Regions from separate parts of the Muntiacus reevesi genome. Here region 1 is linked to region 2. The links are chromatin contacts, called in public Hi-C maps. All regions are on one chromosome and are shown on one strand. Each heading gives the region's core, a stretch centred on a gene start, on an enhancer-like site or on the middle of the called end of the contact. The rest is flanking DNA. Distances are from core to core; before and after follow the strand shown.

What was found. A called contact is a pair of places that touch in the nucleus more often than the background predicts.
Region 1: a Hi-C map of blood shows a contact between it and region 2, with 2.2 times the contacts expected there. The contact joins the promoter of ABHD16B here to the promoter of SOX18 in region 2. A contact is called at or near these places in 2 of 3 Hi-C or Micro-C datasets (blood and muscle).

The regions. Positions count from the first base shown.
Region 1 is chr2:52,474,018-52,479,175 of mMunRee1.1, reverse strand. It overlaps ABHD16B (abhydrolase domain containing 16B), which reads left to right and starts at 1,458. Exons shown (of 1, transcript XM_065921611.1): 1 at 1,458-5,116. The coding sequence starts at 2,114. The coding sequence ends at 3,526.
Region 2 is chr2:52,338,459-52,344,002 of mMunRee1.1, reverse strand. It overlaps SOX18 (SRY-box transcription factor 18), which reads right to left and starts at 2,949. Exons shown (of 2, transcript XM_065919660.1): 1 at 2,465-2,949; 2 at 1,023-2,262. The coding sequence starts at 2,822. The coding sequence ends at 1,454.

The DNA of each region.
Region 1 (5,158 bases), core at 209-2,708, 140 kb before region 2:
CCTCTGTGTCTGCCGGGACTCGGACTGAGGACACCACAGGGCCTCTGCTCTGCTGCTGGGGTTGCTTCTGAGGGCTCACAAGATGAACCTGGAGCCTCTGAGTCTGCACTTTCCCCCCACCCCCCATGCTAGGATATGAGTTTATGAAAGAGGTTCCTAGGAGAGGAAATGGCCACATCCTCCCCAAGGTCCCATCTCTACCTCTGACCTCAGGGCCGGGTGGACAGCTCAGGAGGGCCAGGACCACCCACTCCCCTAGACAGCTGTGCCCATCACCTGACCCAGGTCCCCCTACTACCTCTGCTGCCACTCAAGATGCAGGAGAGAGGTGAGGTGGTTACAGGGCAGAAGAAATAGGAGTAGAGCCCTTGTCCAGGGGGACATTGGACCCTGGGCCACCCTCTCGGGTCTCAGGACCTAACTGATGAGTGAAACAGCCCAGAGTGGAACAAGAGCTGGATGATCAGGAATATCTGGACCTCGGGGCCTGGGGGGAGGCGTCCTGGTGGTTGAGTTTCCAGATTTAGCAAAAAATCAGGATATCCAGTTAGAGTTGAACTTCAGATAAGCAATATTTTCATATGAGTATGTTCCATGCAATGTTTAGGACATACTTATACTCAGAAAGCTTCGGTTGTTTGCTTGAAATTTAACTTTAACTGGATTTTCTGTATTTTACGTGGCAATGGGGGTGGAGGATGGACATTCAACCCTCTCAGCTCACTCACAGCCCATTGACCCCTCCTGTCCACAAACCCCAAAGGACAGCAGTGATCTTCAGCTCTGCTTCCCAAGCCAGGTGGGGGCTGACTGGGCCAGCAATGCCTCCAACTCAGTTGCACAGAGCATTAGAGCAGAGCAAACTTGGGTCTGGAGCCCCTCCCCAGAGGGCTGGGCTCCAGGCCTCCTGGGTTCCAAGGAGTGGGCTGGGTTTGCCAAATTCCCTTTTAGGTCCATGCAACTGTTGAAGGCGCCCCAGGAGCCTGGCTCTTCCCTGCCTCCCTGCCCCCGGGGACTCTGTCTCGCCCTCATCAGGTGGGCCAGCTCTCACTGGTGCAGGACAGAAAGGAGAACCCAATAAAGCCCTCCAGAAAAGAGGAAGGGACAGCTTGTGGGGTGGTTTCTGGGGGAGGAGAGCTCAACCAGGGGCTCTAAATGAGGAACACTGGCCAGGAAGGACCCACCTGGAGAAGGTCATTGCCTCTGCAGGCGCCAGTGGAAAGAGGATCCAGAACAGGCGGGGGTTTCCAGCCTGCACTCACCCCTTCCTGGGAAAGAAGGTGCGGAGGGCCGGGGTGCAGGCAGTGAAAAAGAGCCCCAGCAGCTAGCCTCCACTGCTCCCCCAGGGACTTCCTGAGCTTTGCCCCTGCCCCTGGAGTGCTGGGCAGAGAACCGCTCCCCCAACCCACTCCCCTCTCCTTCACCCTGCCTGTGGGGGAGCCGGGGCCCATGTAGCCTTTTCAGACTCTCACAGCCTGATCCCCAGGGCTGCTTCCCCCTGCCTCTGGTCCCTCTCTCACCAAGGTGGGTACTTTGGAAGGTGGGCGGGTGGTTCTCACCACAAGCTGGCTCAAGGTGGTGGGCGGCCCTGCATTTTTCTCCGTGAGACCCAGTATGAGGTCAGCACTGTTGATTTCCGACCTGTGTGTCCACCTACAGCTCAGGGAGGAGGGGGCGGGACGCTGCTCGGGCTTGGGTGGAGGTGGGCCTGCCCTTAGGTGAGAGGCTAATGAAATCTGAGGATTCGGTCCGAGAAGGCCTGTTGAGGGTGTGACTGCGCCGAGGTCCTGAGGCTGTGTCCTGGGGGGCGGGGCAGAACTGGGTCCACCACGCCTGCGAATCCTTTGTGCGCCCATCACGGGTCTCTCCCCAGGCAACGGTGACTCACAAAGCGGGCCCTAGCCAGGCAAAGGCCGACTACCCTGGGCCCCAGCGGGCGCAGGTCACAAAAGCCTCGAGGGCCAAGCCCCAAAGAGACATGTCCTGAGGCAGCCTAGCGCGCGCCCACCCCTGCCACCGCCCGCTGGACCGGGCCTGGGCCTCCCACCACCACCGCGACCCCGGGCCGGCGACTGGGTCTTAGGGCTCGGTCAGCACTCAGGGCCTCGTGCCCATGTGCGTGGTCTGCTTTGTGAAAGCGCTGGTGCACGTGTTCAAGATCTACCTGACAGCCAACTACACCTACAACTTCCGCGGCTGGCCGGTGGACTTCCGCTGGGATGACGTGCGCGCCGCCGCTAGGAGCGGCAGCAGTCACCGCGCGCTGACGTGCGCTGCAGCCGCGGCGGGCGTGTGGCTACTGCGGGGCGCAGCGCTGGGCGAGGACTCGTCGGTTCGGCCGCCGCGCGCGGTGCGCAGCCAGGCGCAGTGCCTCCTGCAGCAGATCCGCGAGCTGCCCAGCCAGCTCGCCAGCTACGTGCTGGCCCACTCGCTGGGCCGTTGGCTTGTGTACCCCGGCTCCATGTTCCTGATGACGCGCGCGCTGCTGCCGCTGCTGCAGCAAGGCCAGGAGCGCCTGGTGGAGCGCTACCGCGGCCGGCGCGCCAAGCTGGTGGCCTGTGACGGCAACGAGATCGACACCATGTTCATGGACCGCCGCCAGCACCCGGGTAGCCACGGCCGAGGCCTGCGCCTGGTCATCTGCTGCGAGGGCAACGCCGGCTTCTACGAGATGGGCTGCCTATCGGCGCCGCTGGAGGCTGGCTACTCGGTGCTGGGCTGGAACCACCCGGGCTTCGGGGGCAGCACAGGTGCGCCGTTCCCTCAGCATGATGCCAATGCCATGGACGTGGTGGTCAAGTACGCACTGCACCGCCTGCACTTCCCGCCCGCACACGTGGTGGTCTATGGCTGGTCTATTGGCGGCTTCACGGCCACGTGGGCCACCATGACGTACCCGGAACTGGGCGCGCTGGTGCTCGATGCCACCTTCGACGATCTCGTGCCGCTGGCCCTGAAGGTCATGCCCCACAGCTGGAAAGGGCTGGTGGTGCGCACGGTTCGTGAGCACTTCAATCTCAACGTGGCCGAGCAGCTGTGTCACTACCCTGGGCCGGTGCTGCTGCTCCGGCGCACACAGGACGACGTGGTCAGCACCTCGGGCCACCTGCGCCCCCTGCCGTCGGGCGTCGTGGAGGGCAACCGCGGCAACGAGCTGCTCCTGCGCCTGCTGCAGCACCGCTACCCAACTGTGATGGCGCGCGAGGGCCTCGCCATCGTGACCCGCTGGCTGCGCGCAGGCAGCGTGGCGCAAGAGGCCGCCTTCTATGCGCGCTACCGCGTGGACGACGAGTGGTGCCTATCTCTGCTGCGCTCCTACCTCACGCGCTGCGAGGACCAGCAGGAGGACGAGGAGGCCTGGGGGTCGCATGGGCTAGCCTTCCCCTGGCTAGTGGGCCAGGGCTTGAGCCCGCGGCGGCGGCGGCAGCTCGCGCTGTTCTTGGCACGCAAGCACCTCAAAAACGTGGAGGCGACCCATTGCAGTCTGCTGGAACCCGAGGACTTTCAGTTGCCCTGGAGGCTGTAGACCGTGCTTCTGCAGATCCCTTCCCCACCCCCACCCCAAACCAGTAAAGCTGGCCCTGCCCTGGATCCCGACCTGGTGTCTGGCGAAGGATGGGGGAGTGCAAAGGGATTTTGCACTCTCTCCCGCACTGGGGTGTCCCATCTCTCCTGTCTCTTTTTCTCTCCAACACTTATGAACCGTTCCAATCTGCTCCCAGCTGGTAAAGGGAATGCAAAGATTAACCTGACCCAGTTTATGGGAACCCTGTGTGATGGATGCCTTGGCACCTGGAGAGGATGGTGGGAACACAGGCTATGGGGCGCCAGGAGGCATCCTTCACCTGGCCTGGGTTATAGGATGACTGAGAAAGATGCATGTTGAAGGGTCTGTGAAAGTCACTCGTAACTATGAAAGGACATTGACTTTGGAAGGGCTGTGACTTCCTCAGGAGTGCAAGTGCAATGCTGCTGCTTCACAGGGTTCCTCCACCCTACTCCTGGCTTCTATAGGATGGGGTTCACCTTGCAACCACAGATTCAGAGTAAGTGGCATGTCCTGGTGGGACTACAGACACACCTGACTGACCACTCATTGCTTTGTTCCTGGCTCAGGGATGCCATACAGAATGAAAGACAGGCCCTCTGCCCACCACCATATGTAATACAGTTGCTTCCTTACCACTTCCCCTAAACTGAATGAAGCAGGGACTACCAGATGTTCCCAACCGCTGGGGATAGGAGCTGGCCAGGGTGGGTTCAGCTAGAAACTGGAAAAACTGAAAGAAGGTAAGTGGGGCAGGCATGTAATAGACAACAGCAGAGCAGGACCTGGCCTGGATGCACCTGGGCCAGTGCAGGCAGAGGCAGGTAACTAGGGTGACCTGAAGTACCAGGAAGACCTGTGGGTAGGTGAACTTTGAACTGAGAGAGTTACCCAGGTAAAGGAAGGAGCTTCCTTCCTAGGGATCAGTACATGCAGAGTGACTTGGCTGTCAGGTGGAATGCTGTCCAGAAAGTCAGATCCTTGAGGGTTTGAATACCACTAAATGGTTGCTTGCAGAGGCAACTAGGTAGCCAAAGTAGGGTAGTCGTGGGACTTGTTTTAGTGGGACCGGGTTGCCTAATGGCTACATACCTCTTCTTTGACAAATCTAGGAAACTCTTCTCCAGAGTCATCTGGAAGCAACTCAACTAGTTGAGTGATGGCAAATAACTCTGGCCTCAGTTTCCTCATCTGTAAGGGTGAGGGCCCCACCTGGCTCACCAGGTTGCTGTCAAAAGGAAGAGAACACAGTGCCGAGGGTGGGCGCCTCCAGCCCGGAGAGGGAACCGGTGGTCATGCCTTTTTCCGCGCAATCCCCATACGCTTAAAAATCTCTACAAAAAGGAAGGGCTCAAAAAGAAAAAGAATCCCAGTCAGGGGGTCAGGTCTCAGAGCGGCCTCAGTCTGGCCCGCGAAAGTGAGCTGGCAGTGGCACACACGCTGGGGATCTCCAGCATGCCCAGCTCCAAACTCGCATAGCCGGATGAAACACGGTCCTCCCACTTCCCACCTTCCTCGAGCTCCTCAGGACCGTTCTACCTGTGTTTCTCGCTGGTGGACCGGCCTCTGTTTCCGACTTCTTCCGCAGCCTCGGCCAATCAGGTTTAAGAG
Region 2 (5,544 bases), core at 1,700-4,199:
TAGTCATCATGGAGGGTCACGTTGAATCACATGGACACGCTGTCACAGCATCACTGCCATGCTCAGAGCATGTGCAAACTTGCTCACATGTAGTCAGATTCAGACTTAATGGCAGCCACAGAGCAGCCCACATCATCAGAAGATGCCCATGTCCCAGGGTGCACACACCATGTCAGGATTGTCAGAGATCAGCCCCATATGCTACTGGGGGAGGACCGGCCAGGGGACACATGACCCCTCCTCTTGGAAGACCTCTGTGGCCCTGAGAAGAGTGTGGGTGTGCGGAGAACTGGTGTTGGGACCCTGTCCCAGGAAAGAATCCCCCAAGCTGATTGTTGCAAACTTTCCCTGAACTCATGGGCTCCCCAGTGCTGGGGGTACCCAGGAGGCTGTATGGAAAGAGGGCATCCGGTCCTGCGGGGATGGGGCACAGGGCTAGAGTGATGGATTCCAAAGTGGGAAGCTTGAGATGGGAAGCCTGAGCCCCCTGCTCTGGTCATTGACCATGTGTCACTGGAGAGCCTGCACAGGTCACCCTGGGGAGCAGCAGGGATTGGTCATGGTGTTACCCTCTCTTGGGACACTGGGTTGAGTGAGAATGATGGACTGGGGTTCCAGGATGTTAGCTCTGCAGACCGGCGTCAGCCTCCTTCAGAAAGAGGTGCTGTCTTGGGCAGTCACTGGGCTTGAAGAAAGTTTTAAGGATGAGATGAGGATGATGAAACCTGGGTGAGAGTGTGGGGGGATTTCTGACCCCTAATAGGCTTGAGTTAAAATAGAGAGTGGCAGGGAACGGGGGCCTGGGAGGGTGAGGAGTGCCCTCACCTCTTTCCTCCCACCAGCTGCCTGGGGTACTGTCCTGGAGGGATGGAGAACTGCCTGCTGTGGGCCCAGCTGGGAGTCAGGCTCTCAGGGGATTTGGAGGGAGGGGCACATCCAGAGCTCTAGAGGGAGCTGCTCCTCCCCACCCCCAAAACCCCCCATCTGCCCTGCAACAACCACAGACACTAGAGTTTGGAGGAAAGGTGAGGTGCTTTATTGTGGCCTCGCCTGGTCCAGGGGGACCCAGCTCCTGGCTCCTCCTTTACAGCAAACAAATGTTATTTAAAAAGCCCTTGCTACATTGGTGCTTTGCATCACTGAAACCCCTTGGGAGAAAAAGTTTAATTAAAACTTAAATATACTGTTTTACGAATATAAAAAAGGCAAAGTAAAAAACACAGCCTAGTTCTAGAAAATACACTGCAAGAAAAGGATTAAGCTTAGCCCTGGCAGGGTCAGCCCACACGTCCTAGGCCTGGGCTTCCCGGCCAAGCCCCAGTACGTGGTGACCCTCCCGTCTGGGGTGCCCTCGACCTGGCCAAGGCCCAGCGTCGCGGGTTCCTGCGGGTCTGTGACGAGTAGCGGCAACTCCACCTCTGAGAGAGAGGCATCGCACAGTGCCCCAGGCGACCTATCCAGAGATGCAGGCGCTGTAGTAGACAGCAGAGCTGGCATCGGACAGCGCGGCGATCAAGCTGCTCTCCTCGGGGCAGGACATGGCGCGTGGGGCCAGCTTGGCCAGCGCCACGTGGTAAGGGAGCCCGGCGGCGTCGGGGCGAGTCCGGCTGCAGTTGAGGTACTGGTCGAACTCGGTCAGGTCCACGTCGGCCCACAGGTCGGCGGCGGGTCCCAGCGGCTCGGCGTTCTCCAGGGGCGGGGCTTCGGGCGGTGGCGACAGAGGGCCCGGGTAGGGGCCCGGGCCGGGCGCGGGGGCGCCGTAGTAGAGGCCGCAAAGTGGCGCGGCGGGGCCGGGCGCGGTCCTAAGCGCCTCGGCCGGGGGCGCCCCGAAGCAGCCGCCTGGGTTCCTGGGCAGCTCGGCTGGGCCGTAGGGCGCACGGAAGGCCCGCAGAGAGCAGTCCTCCGGCGCCGCGGGCGGAGGGAAGAAGGCGGCCTCGCCGGGTTCCAGGCCGTCCAGCGGCGAGCGCTCCGGTGTGGGCAGCCCCAGACCGTCGAACTCGGCGCCCAACGGCGGCAGCTCGCGGAAGACCCGGGCCGGGCCCGTAGCCGCGGGAAAGGGCTCGGGAGGCGGCGGCGGCGGCGGTGGCGCCAAGCCTGGGAGGAGGAGGCCGGGCTCCAGCCGCCGGGCCTTGCGCGCTTGCTTTTTGCGGCGCGGCCGGTACTTGTAGTTGGGGTGGTCTCGCAGGTGCTGCACGCGCAGCCGCTCCGCCTCCTCCACGAAGGGCCGCTTCTCCGCCGGGCTCAGCTCCTTCCACGCCTTGCCTGCGGGCCGCGGGCGCGGATCAGCTGGGTGCCGTCGGGAGAGCTGGCAGGCTGACAGCCGATCCCAGCACGCGCCCCTGCGTGAGGCCTCCCGGGACCCCGGCAGACCCCCCCCACCCCCGCCATCCCCAGCTCCTGCCCACGCCCCAGCCCCTGCCCACGCCCCAGCCCCAGCTCCCGCCCCTGCCTCGCGGCCACTCACCTAGCATCTTGCTTAGCACCGCGTTGTGCAGGTCTGGGTTCTGCTGCGCCAGCCGCTTGCGCTCGTCCTTCGCCCACACCATGAAGGCATTCATGGGCCGCCGGATGCGCGACTCGTCGGTCCCCTGGCGCTCCCCACGGCCGGCCGGGCTGAGACCATAGCGCCCCGGCTCGGGGCTGCGAGGCGGGCTGCGCGGCGGGCTAGGCGGCGAGGCAGGCGCGGCGGGCGCGGTGGGGACGGCAGGGACGGTGGGGAGGCCGCGCGGCTCAGCGGCGGCCCCGGGGCCCGGGGCCCATGCACAGTCGCGGCGGGCGGGCGGATCGTCCTGTGCGCCGTAGCCGAGCGGCGATCTCTGCATTCCAGCTGGGCGCGGCCTGGGCGGAACGGAGCGCGGGAGCGCGGAGGGTGGGCGGCGGGCACGTCGGGGTCGGACGCGCTAGGCGGGCGGGCGGCAGTGGGGACGGCAGTGGCCTCTCGCCGGGTGGGCGCCCAGATATAGCAGCGCGGGGGCCAATGGGCGGCGTGGCGGACAGGGCGGGCCTGGGCGGGCCGGGGCCGCCCCCCTCCTCCCGGGGGCTCCCTTTCTTCTCCGCGGGGCGAGATTCCGCCGTGGCCTCCTCGAAGCGGCGCCCCCCGCACCCCCTCTGAAGGAGAGACCCCCTCTGAATGGGAGAGGGCGGCTGATGTGGCCCGAAGCTTGGCAGGGGGCGGCCTTATGGGGGCTGTCAGACTTTAAGAATCAGACCCCCGGGCAGGAACTGGGGGCGGGGGCGGCTGCCTTCCCAGCAAATTCTGACTCCAAGGGAAGTTCACCTTGGGAAAAGCGCTTTGTGTCTTGAGGGAGCTGCTTTGAGTAACCCAGGGCATCACTGCTCACCCGTCCTTCACCTACATGTGGAACTTGGAGTTCTGGGAACTCTGAGCCTCCCTCCTCCCCACCGCTTCCCAGGTCTGTTCATGGGGTTAAGGGAGATGTTCACCGTGTCCCCCACCCTGCTCGCAAGGCTGGAAAATCGGCAAACCGCAGCAGCTGAGTACCTGGAGGAGAGGGTAGGTGGCTGGCATCTATAGCAGAGCAAGGGAAGGAGTCCAGTGCTTGGAGCCCCGCGCCTCATCCCCCTCTCCAGGGCCTGATTGACCAGTTGTAGTAGCTGGTTACCCAGTCCAGTCGGCCAGGCCAGTGCTGCTGCAGGAGTGAGGCTGGGGCAGGTGGCAGGAGGAGGGCGCTTCCCCTGGGCCATCAGACCCCTGAGGGTGTCCAGAGGAGCTGCCAGCCTCCTTGAAGTCCCCTCCCACCCCTTCCAGAGGGTGCCTGGGTTCCCAGACCCTGGGAGGTGTCTCCCAGGCAAGCTGCTTCCCTGCCCCCATGCTGAGGGTGGTTCTAGGGGGGCTGTGACTGTGTGTGTGAGGGGGTTGTAGGATAAGGTTTTCCTCCTGCACATCCACTGGCAGTCTGGGAGCTCTATAGCTCCACTACCTCATCAGGAGTCCCATCCCATGTGTTGAGAGCTCCATGATATGTGACCTCAGGTGACAGTGATCCTAGCTGTGGGTGGCCAGGACTCCTGGATCTGGTAGTCCCTCTGGGCCACAGTCAGGGCTTATAAGCGACCGCTCCTGAGCTGTCCTGCGGAGAGGCCAGCACCCCCACAGGGGTCCTCCACCATGAGGTCGGTTGGGTGTGTATCCCATCAGTGCAGGCTCGGTGGCTCCTATCAGGTTTCCATCTCCCAGGCTCTGGCGCCTAATTCATGGACACCGAGCGCATGCTGACGGACTGGGGACAGTTGATGGGGTCCCCTTGGGTCTGGGGGGAAGACTGGCTTTTCTTGGGAGGTAGGCAAGAATGGGGGGCCTGAGGGTGGACGGGTGTACAACCTCTCCCAGAGGTGCCAGTTTCCCTTTGACTAATGTGGGTGGACTGGGGTTGGGAGAAGAGACATGTGAGGAAGACTTGGGGCTGAAGGATGGGTCTGTGGGACCAGCATCTGGCAGAGGTGACATCTCCCTGCAGCCTTCTGGGTGTGGTCTTGGGTCAAGGGCCTGGCTCAGCCTGAGCAGCAGGAGTCTGAGCTGATCACCACTGGGCTTGGGAAGGTGGCTTCTAGTTCCTCCACTCCAGCCCCTGACCTTGTGGTGGATTTTTGGCTCCCTCAGGGCCCTGCTTGGGCCCCTGCAGCCCTTGAGAGCCGAGCGGCTCAAGCTGCTGGGAGCTCCCTGGCCAGAATTACCTCACCACCAGGGCCCCACCCCCCAGGAGGGCTGCTTCGCCTGGCGCCAGACACTGACCCTCCCTCTTGGCTGAGCTCCAGGATTCAGGTGTCCGGCTGTCACGTCCTGTGAGCTGGGGCTCAGCAAGGCAGGGAGAGCCTCCTGGGGTAACCCCCACCTCCTCGGTGTCAGGCTCCCCTCCTCTTTGTGCTGCCTGGCAAGGCTGACATTAGCTCTGGCCCACCATCCAGATGGGAAAACAGTGGGGTGGAAGCTGCAGTCAGGGTGGCCCTGACCTTGGAGCCTCAGGGCTGGGGATACGCCCCAGGGCTGTGGAAGGGCTGTCGTGGGGTGTGACCAGTTGGGCATCAGAGGTGTGTGTCTGTGTGTGGTCTGTGTGTCCATGTGTGTCTGTCTGCCTGGGTGTGGGGAAGAGGCTGAACTCTGCCATAGGAGATGAGGTCCTGTGGGGAGTGGAGGTCTGGCCCTGGACATCCACCAGAGGAGGAGTTCCCAAAGACTTCTCCGGCCACCAAGCTATGGCCCCCAGTCCATCCACAGTCTGAGGGCGTTCCTATGTCTCCAGGACCCACCTGGTCCAAGTCTGCTGCTGCCCACTTTGGGAGGTCCTGTCTGCAACCCCCTGTCTCCCCAGACAGGAGGTGGGATGGTGGGCAAGCTTGTTCTGTGAGCGGGGGCTGGCCTGGGCATTCAGTGGCCTCTGCCTTCCTGGCCCTCCACCTGCTCCCTCTGTCTGCCTGAACTGGACCCCTAGGCTCTGGGCAAAGCCTGCAAGGGATTCTGGGTAATCCCCTCTGTGCCTCTGAGTGGGAGATTGGCTGGGCTCTGGGGGTGGCGGACCTCCCAGG